Regions from separate parts of the Columba livia genome. Here region 2 is linked to region 1. The links are chromatin contacts, called in public Hi-C maps. All regions are on one chromosome and are shown on one strand. Each heading gives the region's core, a stretch centred on a gene start, on an enhancer-like site or on the middle of the called end of the contact. The rest is flanking DNA. Distances are from core to core; before and after follow the strand shown. Region 1 holds the start of FNBP1 (formin binding protein 1). Region 2 overlaps FNBP1 (formin binding protein 1).

Region 1 (6,199 bases), core at 1,833-4,332:
AGAGGTGATTCAGATGTTATTGTATGTTATCTCTTAACAGCTTGTCTTCCTCCTTTTTCTTTTATACTCTTAGGTAATAAAATAAACACATAATCTCACCATCAGCCAAAGAAACCTGGACTGGCACCAGCAAGATATCTGGAAGAATAAAGAAAACAAGCTTGTGATTTCCTAGCAGGATCCTTTCCCTGGGCAGTTCCTGGAAGGTGCCGCTAGATGTCCTGTCAGCATCGCTGCAACAGGCTGAACCCTCAGGCCAAACCATAAATGAGGAGCCAGGGACAGAGCGTGTGGGAGGAGACCAGAGGTGAGACTGGTCAGGGCTGTTAAGGTTTATCAGGTCTTAATCAGGCCATAATTAGGCCACTCTGAGCCCTGATAAGGCATTTAAAGAGACCCAAGGTTCCCTGCTGTGTATGCAGTGTTGGAACAGCAGAAAGGAAACAGCTGTGATGATGATGATGGCCTCAGGGAAAGGTGTGTCCTCTTCCTTTCCCTGTGCTGTTTTGGTCCCACTGTATGAGAGGTTACAAGCAACATCTCTGTTCCTTGTTTTGGGTATGGGTGATTTGTGTAGAATTATAAAACTAAAAGGGAAGCAGCTGCAAGGGTCATAACTCCAGGGGGGAAAGGTGGGTCCTTTTCCTCTTATGTCCTGGAAGCTAGAAAGGCTCATACGTGTTTTGGAAGTTGTGAGTTTTCTTGCTTTGTGTAAGTAAACAAACCCGGAGAAAAAGATCTAGATTGAACTGTAGTTCGGGGATTTGTCTTCCTTAAATACTTTCTGAATCACTTAACAGCTAATCTGGCTGCTTTCAAGTGGGACTGGGGTTTCCTAAACAAAGTCCTGGTGTTCTGGAAATGGAATTACTTCCACTTGGGTACTTAATCTGCCTCTGGGAGTGCTCTGCATCATAACAGGAGAGATAAACACAGAATTTACAGGAAAATGACCACAACTACATAACAGGTCTGTGTGGTTTTGTTTTTAGTTCAACTGAGTGAAAACTCCCACCAGCTTCTGTATTGCTCAGATTTAGATTGTGTGAATTCTGTAGTGAAGTGATAGGTAATGTAATTTCTAAGTGTCATTTGGAATTATTCTTTTGAGGCTGGGACCTACTGTGCTTTCCAGCATTCTACTTCAGCATAAATGGCTCTTAATGCTCCTATCATTGCTAATTACATTAGTAATTAGCGACCAACGAAGCTGCAGGCCCTGCTGTTTTGGGCACTGTACAACTGAAAGTAATAAAGTAAGTGGCAGTGCCTGTTGTGGCAAGTTTCAAGGTAAATAATAAAGACAAAGAGAGGAAAAAGTGCCCTTCCAGAAATATCAGGAATTATTTTTATTTAATGTTTATTTTGAACCTCTGTCCACACAAACTTTAATAACTTTTCATAGGTTTTGGCACGGTTGGTTTTAATGCACTGTCATAATACAAAACTTGCCTTTCTGGTCTTTATCTTTCTGGAACTGGTTGAGCATTTCTATCTCTCAGAGCAGACAGGTTTCCCTGCCTGTGCTGGTGTAACAGGTTTGCCTTGTTCCCCTCCCAGCTCTTTGTGCAAAAGGAAATTCCACAGCAAATTTACCTCAGATGATACTACTTTGGTCTCTGTACATTCTTTTTACTCAAACATTTATGGATTTAGCTCTCAAAAAGTCATGATGCAAGCGCCTTGTCTGTTTTTGCAATGTGTTGTGGATGGACATGTATCTCGGGACAGTGGCTTTGCTGCCCCTTCCATGACAATCTGTGGAAGCACAAACCCTTGAAACATTGTGGTTGTGCTTTAGGCAGCATGGCAGGCTCAGATATTTAAATATGTTGGCAGCAGTGGGGAGAAGTATTCTGTAAAATGAGCTCAACAGTGTGTCTCTTCATTGTTATGAAGCCAGTCCTTAAAAGTAGTAAGTTTTAATGATAAACAAGTGTTGCCTGTTCCCTGCCTCCCTTCAGTCAGCTGTGTGAGGAGCTGCATTCTACTCTTACCTTCAAATCCATTGCACTAGGATAAAAATAAATATAACTCAGTTATTAACATAACACACTTGTCTTCATTGTTCTGAATGTTGGAATTGCTTAAGTTTTTTTTTCTTGTCTTTTCTTGTGTAGGGTAATGAAGTCAAGTGTCAATGAAAGAAGTGCATTAATCTAAAGGAGATAATGCTTATAGGAGCTGGTCATTTTTTATCTCTGACATCAAAAGGATCCACACCCTCTATAAGCAGATACCTTTCTCCTCCGGTGAATAATACGCTTCCCTTTTATTTTCCACCACGTAAATCTTTCATGAATAGATGTAGCAATAAATATAAGCTCTTTTTACGTTTCTTGTAGCTGAAAAACAGAAATGTAAAATCAGATTAGGTGACAGAGATCCAATAAATGCTGTTACAGAGGGATTCAAGCACAAAATAAATCTTATTTCTCTGCCGAGGAGATGGGCCATTTTCTGCAAGGCCTGCATGATTACTATAATAACCCACATTTATGCAAAGGCAGATAATTTAGTTATTTTTCTGCTTGCTCGTTGAGTGTGTTGGTGACTTAATGTTCCCAGATTTAGGTTGGTTGTGGGGGGGTGGGGGTGTGTGTGTATATATATATATATATGAGTAGCTGAGTTTGAAGAAGTCAGCCCCTGCAATCGTTAGAAGGGTGTGGGCTTCCTTCTTCACTAGGGTGGTTGCCCCCTTCTTAAGTGGCCAGAATGGGCACACCTGTTTAAAAAGCAGCTCCACCTGGCTCGGGGAGCGAGCGCTGACAACCGGGGACAAGACACCTGAGCGCGGGCGGGGCCGGGATCACCGACCGCCGCAGCCGCCCTGCGGCCGGGGGGCGCTCCCTTCACCCAGCCGGCTGCTGCCACCGGCCTGTGAGTTCACAACGGGGCGGGCTGAGAGCGGCTGAACCGAGCGGCACCGGAGACACGCTGGTGCGGACGCTGCCGTCGCCTGCATTGCCCGCGGAGTCCGGTGTCCCGCTGAGCGGCGACCGCGCATGCGTGGTACCAGCCTCACACCGCCCCCCCCGCCGCGAGTCGCGCCTGCGCAGTGCCGCCCAGGAGCTGTCAAGCGCCCCCCCCGCCCGCTCCGCCACCGCCTCCCCGCGCGGCGCCGCTCGGGCCATTTTGCGGCGCGATGAGGCGGGAGCGGCGGTGAAGCAGCAGCGCCCGGCCCCGTCCTGTTCCTCTCCGTATTCCCTCGCCTCGCCCTGCCGGGGCCCGGCCCTCCGTGAGCGGAGAGCTGAAGGGGAAGAGGAGCCTCAGCCAAAGAACAGAGAGACCCCAAACGTCCCCCACCCGCCCCTCAGCGCCGGCCCTCGGCGGCGCGGCGGAGCCATGAGTTGGGGCACGGAGCTGTGGGTGAGTGACTGAGGAGGGAACAGGGGAGGGAGCGGGGCCGCCGTTGCGGCCGTTACCGCGGAGCGCCGCGCCCGCCCCGTGTCATAACGGTCCGTGCGGAGGGGCCGGGGCCGGTGCGGGGCGGGAGACCGGGCGGGGCGGCCGGGACTTGGCTGTGAGGGCACCGCGGGGGGTCTGCCCGGGGGCCGCTCTCTCCGGGAGGTCACCCCTTTCTAGAAACTTTTCCGTGTAGCCTCCGCAGGGAAATCCCAGAGAAGACTTGTTAGTTTTCTATAATTATTATTAATTGATTTATTTTTTTTAACAAAAAGCTCCACAGTACAAAAAGCGCCCGCGGTTGTGGAGCGGAGCGGGTTTGTGTGGCTCCGGTAAGAGGCTGCTCCGAGCTGGATTTATATCCAAGGGGGTCCAATTTCAGGAGAGGGAGCTGCAGGGGAGAAAAGCCAGATGATAAAATGTCCCTTAGTTGCTGTTGAAGGCTTTTCTCTCCACGCTTGTTTCGAAGAATGGAGGTTTTTAGTTAGAGTTTTCTGTGTGTAAATATGTACGTTTTACTGGTGGGGTCGATTTCGGTGTATAAAGCTCCTTGATTGTTTTTTAAATGAACATGGAAAGTATAAACGCATTTGGTTTAACGCTGAAACGTAACTGGAAAATATCGAAGTGCTAAAAGGAACGAAAAGTGGGTGATAGCGATTTGAAATGGTCCCTTGCTAATCGGAGAAAATAGGGTAGGCAGATAAAACAAGCCTTGAAAGGCAAAATATACATATTCACTCACAAAGAGGACGTGATGCAGCCATGTTTGGCAGCGTGATGGTGGAGCATGGAGCAGAACCTGCTCCTGAGGGTTGGGAGACTGGACAGGACGCTGTGCGAGTTCAGTGGTGGGACATGAGGAATCTGGAGACAAATCTGTGCTTGGGAGGGGGTGGAAGAGGGAAACGGAAATGGTGTTTTGAATGGAGAAGTCAAGAGATGAGTGGCAGAGGGTCATCTGGATTGCAGAGCACTGCAGGGTTTCGCTCCTGGACTCGGCTCTTTGTGGCTAGTAACCAGCACAAGCTAAGATGTAAACGTATCGAAGCTTTTAAACTCTCTCTGTATAGAAATGATTGTTTTAAATGTGCCAGTCGCTGCATTTACTGGGTGCGTTTACTGCTCTGTTCTGGTAGACGGTTAAGCAAGCATCCCATTTTGCTGTGACATTGTAGTCACATTATAGCTGGATCTGGTTAGAACTAGACAGTAAATTAGGAAGCAGATGCTTACTGAGAGGTTACATGGTATGTTTGTATATTCCCAATATACAAGAGGTGATACATACTGATGAAATATTCTAGTGGTGTTCTATTGATTCATCAGTATATAAACAGCTCTGCTGCATAGGTGTGTATATGGGAAAATCTGCAGTTGCTTCTTTTTTTGCCTCTTTGATGCATTGGGGGGACATGAAGTAGTTTGGGTGGAATTAAGCAAGAGACAGTGGAACAGATTTGAGACAGGAAAATAATTTCTGAATTCTCAAAATGGACTTAGTTATCACATTCTTAAATGCGTGCAAGGGATACTGAGATGTTTCTGCACAAGAAAAGTAGCAGTAGTGTTTATCAATAGTTGTTTCTGGTTTATGTAATCTATGCCTGTGTGTATGCAGTCATATTTGTCTTCTGTAACAGCTACAAACTGCTTTTATAGCTTTATTTATAAGAAAAGTTGTTGAAATTATTGTCTTGAGCAGCATCAAAGTGCTGTTTTTTCATGTCTCCAGTGTAGTACTTGGAGATGTGTAGCACGTTACTGATGAAAAGGTTTGCACCAACAGAATAAATAATTCTAGATATAAAATTGGCAGAAGTTGCTTTATTTTAAACTGGGCAGAGCTTTGAAAACACCTCGATTTCCAGTGCTCTGGGTATTTAGGCCAAAATGCTGATTTATCTCCCCATGTTCTCCCTTTCACTGGGAAAGGAAACCACACAAACAACCTCCTTTTGTTGACCATGACATGCTTGTTTTTTAAACAAAATTAAGCTTCTGTTTACCTTAGAATTTAGTATTTATTTTCAGTAGTCAGGGAATGGGTGTTTAGGAGCAGGTGTTGTAAGCACCAAATGCCTGTTTGACAATGTGACCGGTCTGTGGTTCGATGGACTGGAAGTTGATGTGGTTACAAGAGTTTCCAACCGTAGTTCAGAAATTTGAAGTTAGCTGGAAAGATGAGCGCTGTGGATCAGGCTTGACCTGCACCCTGGGTCTCCGATGTGCTGATCTACCGGACTGGATGCGTGTTTGTGATTCGCCCCTTTAAACATAGCAAAGCAATAAAATAGAGCTTGCTCTCTAGAGTGTGTCTAATGTTAATGTGCATGGATTTATGTAGAATTTCTGTTAATTTCTGGGGGAAAATAAAAACTGGTTGCAGAAAGCCTCATACTTCAGAAGCAATAAAATCCCTTCGGCAACATGTTAAGCTATTCCCTAGACAGACTTCTAGCCTGTGATGTGAGTGTATTTTTTGCCTTTGCCTGGCAACTGTTTTTGCAATGTTCCTGTTGATACTTCACTTGAATCTAGACTTAGGAGTTCGCAGGATTTGCCCTGTGAGTGTAAGTGGACCCATAACCTGCAGAATTATTAGAGGTACTAATGCAGCATTTACATCCCATATGAGGCCAAAGGCTGGGATAATGAGATCATCTGGGGCCTCCAAGCAATCCAGTGTTACAGAGCAAAACCTGAAGGTCTCGCAGAACCATCTGTGAGTTTCCTGTGAGTAAGCACGTTGTACAGGGCAGCAGTGGCTGCTCTGTGCACTTTGTCCGTC
Region 2 (5,975 bases), core at 856-3,355, 78 kb after region 1:
CAGAAAGCCCAGGATGGGAGATCCTGTCTTATCCCCGAGTTCTCTCCTGTGGAGATCAACTTGCTTAGCGTGTGGCAATAGTTGAAAGCAATGTGGAAAGAGTTGGAAAATGTGGTGTTCAGTGGTGTAGGCTGCTTGAAACGGCCAATATAGTCTGGCATCTAAATCTGTCTTAAGCAGTAGGCACGGCTCTGCTGCCCTGGATACGCAGCGGGGTTCACATCCGTGGGGTGTTACGGCAAATCGCGTATTTATGAGCAGAGCAGCAGGTTGGGTGGGAGATGAAGCAAAACACGTCTCTGGGTGGGGTGAGAAACTCCGATGGTCCTGCTAACTGAACTCACCAAAGTTTGCCTTTAAATTACCCCTCTGGAGAGAATGTTGCAGGTGTATTGCAATAACCAGCCAGAAAAGTCATATTAGCGTGTTAATGGTATTACGTTAGTTGTAGGACGATGCTCAGTGATGGTGAAGATGCAGTCTGAGCTGGGAGTGAAGGCTGGTACAGCTGCAGCAAAATCAAATGTATCTGGGAATATCTAATCTAAAGGAACCATAATATTCACCTATATTATTTGTCAATTCTCTAGTTAAAAAGAAAATCTCAAAGAGAACTTTCCATAAACTGTCCCAGCAGCAGTATAAAGATCTGGGGGAAATGCTGCTGTGTTGAAAAGACAAACCTTGTATCAAGTATCTAAAATGGAAACGATGAGTATCCTGAAAATGACACTGAGCGCTAAAGCATTTACAAACTTTGGTAGCTCTTTCCTGGTTTTGGAAAGCAGCTCGAGCATCTCAAGGTTCGTTTTGCGTGATGGGCGGGAGGATTCGCACCAGCTCCAAGTGCATTCGCGGCTCTTGGAGCCTGCAGAACCGATTCTGGCGCAGATGTAGGCTGTGTCTGTGCTGTGAGCCAGAGGTGGCTCTGCCTGCAGAAAGCGGCTGGGAAACACTTTGCGAAAAGCTGCTGCTGAGCTTTTCCAGTCAGGGCTTTGCTGTCGAACCCGAGGCGAGCAAGACAGGTAAGTCGTGTGCTGCGGCCAACCAGGTCTGCATGCCCTGCGCAAGGGCTGCTGGTGAGCTTTCCAGCAGCCCCTCCACTCAGAGCCTGTTAGCAAACCCTAGCACAAAAAAGAACAGTAACGTCTATCTTGTTTTGCCCTTTTTTTTTTCCTAAATATGTACAAATCACTTCATAAAAATCTCTGAGTAGGTTTGCATAGGCCTGTTCATCTTTTATTCTACCGATTTGCTGCTACGGTTGTTTTAAGAGCTCTGTTTCAGAAGGTTTTCTTTAGAAGAGATGAACGCACGTGTCTTTTCTCCAGCAGTGACAGACTGGGTTAGGTACTGTGTGCTCAGCTGCTGTGTAAGTTCACCTTGAAATTTAAATGTGTGTCGCTACCCATGAAAGTTCTGGCCCGACTGTACGAATTTAGTTATAAACAGTGTTATTGTCCTTCCTAATATAAATGAAAGCCAACACAGTTTGAATTTAGTTGTAAACAGCATTATCGTCCTTCATAAATGAGAGCCAACACAGTTTGTTCTCTTTGCAATTATAAATACTTAAAAACAGGCAGACTAAGAATTGGATCTGTTGGATGTAAACTGATGTTTTGGGGCTTACACCAACCTCTGATTTTTAGGGATGAGGAAAAAAACTCTATGCACACGGAGGTGCAGCTTCTTGCAGGGCTGTTCTGCACCCATCAAACCTGGTGCTGACAACTGTCCAATACGAGAACTAGTTGGGTCATTTTGTTCCAGACTGACCGTTCTGTGTTATTGAATTGGTACCTCATCATCTTCTTGGCAACAAAACCGTGTCTCACTGAGGGATGTTGTGAAATAGCGCGATACACAAAAGAACTTGCGTGAAAGAACCAGTTTTATATGAATTCTCCACTGCACCCAACAAAAAGTCCCCCAGACAGACGGGCTGTTTGGGTGCATGCGAGGAATAGAGGAATAGAGGCTGTTTTGTGAAGTTAAACTTCGTGAAAAACAATGTTGGAGCCATGGGCTGATTAGCGTTTCGGCTCCTCTGCCGCCGTGGGCCTGTTCCTCCTCACCCCGATTATATACGTAAATCCCTATAGGCAGCTCTGATTTCAGCCTCGCAGCTCTGCTGTTTGTTTGCTGTAACTGTTATGCGGAGCTTTGACTTATATAAATAAATAAATAGGCAAAAGTTAACCATGCTGATGCACTTTTTATCTAGGATATATCTGATTATTTAATGCTTGCCAAATTATTTAGGGAACAGTAATTATAAACTGGACTGTGGCTTTTTTAAGATCCTTTGTTAAATACTTGCCCGTAGTTCTCCCAGTATAAAAAAATAATTGTATATAACATAATTTAAAAACTAAAGTTACTTGAATTTGAATTGTTTTTATCCTTTTATATATGTGTAAGTATAAATGGGTTTATAGGCTGTTCTCCTTAACCTAGCTGGTGTTTTGGTGGCTCTTCAGTCCCTCTTACGTTGATAAGTGGTTTTGGTTATTCAGCTGCCTGTATCTGGTTGGACTTGCGTAGAAACTTCTCTTTTGTGTTAAGGTTTGTTAATTCTGGCCAGTGTGATTGTTCTGTTTCTGTTCTTATTTTTTTAAAGAATCATCATCTGTCAGGAATCTCGCTATAGCTCAATGTACCATGGTGTCGTCTTCTAATAAACATTATATTTTCTCATTCCTGTGAGTTTTTTTAATGGCATTTTATTTAAGTTTCACTTTACTAACAGAAAGCAAGTGGCCCAGAGCTGCTTTTCACTTGCTTCCCACACTGAGTTATAACTGCAGTTCCTTTTTGGGAAAAATGTTGTGTCTCTATGAAAACTCTTTGGTGCTGTTTTTTGTGGAAGTGGGTGCAAGGGAGGTCAGAAGGTTCTTCCCCTGCCCTCTTGAACGCGAGGGAAGTTTGGACTCCTCCTGTATTCCCTGGACATGGTGTCTGTGGCCAACCCACACTTCTGGATTGCAGCTTCGCTTGGCCATGGAGAAAACTCACCCTCGGCCAGGGGGCCCAGGGCCGTCCCAGGCTGGGCTTAGGGGCTGAGACTGCATCTGCTCACCTGCTTATTTCTCGACTTCCCTTAAGAACGAGGTGTCTTTGCAGCCTGGTGTGTAAGGCACAGCCAGTCAGGGCTTGTCTGCAACATTCTTGATGTTTTGGCTTCCTGTTGTTGTTCTTTGGTGTCGTTAACGGTGTCTGGAGCTGTCACTTGGGCAGATACAGTTCTTTGCAGACTGACCATTGAAAAGCTGTTTGCTTTCTCTGTTGTGGACTCAGCAGGGCTGGCAGGGCTGCGCTCCTGGACCTGGTGTCCTGGTGATGTTTATTGTCGCCTTGCTTTAAACCTTGACGTGCTGATCCCAGTGATGCTCGTTGCTGGCAGGGCCGAGGGGCAATGGTGACACTGAGTGTCCCCTCCTGACATGGCAGGCGCTTGGACGCCGCGATTCCTTTAACCTTTGGCAGGCAGTGCCGCTCTGAAGGGATCCCACGTTCCCCAGCCTCTTTCTAACCCAGTCTCTTTCTTTTTTGTCTTTCTTATGTTTTAGATTCCTAAAGGTGTTTGCGCTGGTGCAAGAACCTCGGGGCGAGCTTGTCACAGAAGGAGAAACAAAATGGTCTGTTTACCCTGCAGGCAGTTAACACACGCCCACGGAAAGCCAGACTCCCAGTCGTGTCTGGAGTTCCCACTTGAAAAATTCAGGCCTAAATTCCATCCCCGTCCCGTTCAGACGCTTGCTCTGTTCCATGGCATGCTACTTGTGGCTCGGATTAACTTATCGGCCTCTCCCACCCTTCACCACCTTGGCAAAGCCCCTCTGGAAAACATAACCAACACTTTTCCCCCACCCGATTCCTCCCAGTGCCGGTCAAAGAACTGCTGGCTGCCCTTCGCAAAGGGTAACCAGAGTCCCACGCATGTCCTGGTCTGTCTCCTGTCCCCCCTTGTCCCTCGGTCCATCTGAATGTGTGCCCTGGTCCCTCAGCATGTCACACGGTGCCTTTAGCGCGGATCCTGCGGGTCGTCTCCCCCAAGAGCGGGAGGGAGCCGGTCGCTGTGGGAGCCGCTCCTGGGAGCAGCGTCACAGCAGCTGGACTGGGCTCTGAATTTGCAGATATTCCATTTGATCCATTATTCGATATCCTGCTTTCCCCAAAAGGTCACTAATACTTGTCAGCCTTTATTTTTGTTTTTAAATCTAGGCTGATGCTCATGCCAAGTATTAAACCCCTCTGACCTTGCTGTTTCCTGAAAGCCTTCAAGCTCACGTATGTACGCTTGTTTTCCTTCTTGTTCTGTCTGCCCCCACCCCTTTATCCCCCATTCCTCTCTCCCTCCTCTTCCTCACGCACACACAGACACACACAAACACAGACAGTGGCATTTCGGTTTGATGCCCCATTTTGCTGGCCGCCACGGTCTCCGTTTTGCTCTGGTTTCAGTCTGCATGCTCGCCCTGCTGCCTTGCCTGTGCCCACCTTCCCCGGGCCACCTTATCCTGTGGCTCGCGGTTGTTAATCTCTTTGGAGTTCTCTTTTGTTGGTTTGGTTTTTGGTTTTGTTTTCAGCATTTCAGACCTGCCTTCTCCTTTTGCATGACCTCTGTGCGTTCTCATCAGTCCATGTTTGAATAACAGGAGTTTTTTAGAAAAATAAAAGAGAAAAAAATAAAGAAACTGCACTCCATTTCGTTCTCCCACCTTGTCGTGGACTGGACCTCGACCCAGAAGCCAGACAGGAATTGTGACTTATTCCTCAGCCATCCTGTTCTCACATGGTTTTATTTGAAGCAGAAGTGGCACGATAAGTGATGCTGCACCTTATATCTCCAAATATCTCATGATCTGGACCTCAGCTGCCTAGGAAAAGGTCAATTGCTTTCAAAACTTCTAAATTCTGACTCTTGGCTTCCCCTGAATCTTTACCATTGCTGGGATTTCACAATCATCTTGTCCACGTTTGAGCCCCATAAGTCGGTTGCTACTGAATAGCTCTTGAGAGCCTAATTTACTCATAGATCACCACATTTGGGCAAATCTACTTCTTGTAGGGAACTTCAGCATCTTTTGTAAAAATGCCCAGAATTTGAGAACATTTCCATGGACACCAGTACAGGCAGTGACCCTGAAATGAAACCTCTGTGTGTCTGGTTTTGCTGCCTGCGGTGTTCTATGCAGGGGCAGCACATGGAAACGTGTCCAGGAACCCAATTCTCCCCATGGTTGGGGTTTTCCTCGCTCGTCCCCATTCTGGATAAAGTAATTTTTGAGTTGGCTTACACCTTGTGTTCATAACTCTGTCCTTTTCTCTCCATTCAAGACACCAACTTTTATTTTTCACAGTGTGGTCCCTCAGTCCTACAGTTTGTACTGTAGCTCTTGTATTATGGTGCTTAATTAATACCTGCGAGCATTGACCAGCAGAGGCTGTGGTTTCTAATCTCGTAGCTCAGGACGAGCCGCAGGCGATACCGGCGCTGGGGCCGCTCAGCTGCAGCATCAGCAGCGTCCGAAGGGTCGTAATCCATTAAATCACCGTCCTTATCATTGCTGCTACTGGTGTCACTTAACTGTTTAGATCCATGAGCCTCCCGTAGCAGAATGTGGTCCCCACGGTGGCACTTGGGGCTTCGTACCTTGGCCAACGTCCCTCTGCCAGGGGATCGAAGTGGTTGAGCAGTTAACGGGTGTGCAACAATACCTTGGAAATATTTTTGGCTGCGGTATTTTTCTTCCCGTGTCCAATGCACTGTTGAATCAGCAGCTAGGAGGATTCATTTTCACCTCTTGTTGTGCCATCTATGTAAAAAATTAGATTAAAAGTTTGCTTTTATATATTTAATCTAGGTGGACAGTATATTATTGTCAGCCTCTGTGAAACATTGGAACAGTTGCAATGTCTGTGTTGCTAACCAGCGCTTTAGAAGGAGCATTAGCTTTAGCTGACTGAGT

Evidence for each region. A called contact is a pair of places that touch in the nucleus more often than the background predicts.
Region 2: a contact with region 1 is called in a Hi-C map of liver, with 1.9 times the contacts expected there. The contact joins the enhancer-like site here to the promoter of FNBP1 in region 1. A contact is called at or near these places in 2 of 2 Hi-C or Micro-C datasets (crop and liver).

Annotation. Positions count from the first base shown.
Region 1 is chr19:5,075,640-5,081,838 of bColLiv1.pat.W.v2, forward strand. FNBP1 (formin binding protein 1) reads left to right here and starts at 3,083. Exons shown (of 16, transcript XM_065035216.1): 1 at 3,083-3,372. The coding sequence starts at 3,349.
Region 2 is chr19:5,154,551-5,160,525 of bColLiv1.pat.W.v2, forward strand. It overlaps FNBP1 (formin binding protein 1), which reads left to right. Exons shown (of 16, transcript XM_065035216.1): 16 at 3,573-5,975. The coding sequence ends at 3,580. Among named protein-coding and RNA genes, the nearest start is that of USP20, 23 kb to the right of the region's middle. Within about 2 kb of position 2,106, at least 1 of the 3 cell types and tissues checked has an H3K27ac peak away from gene starts, as active enhancers do.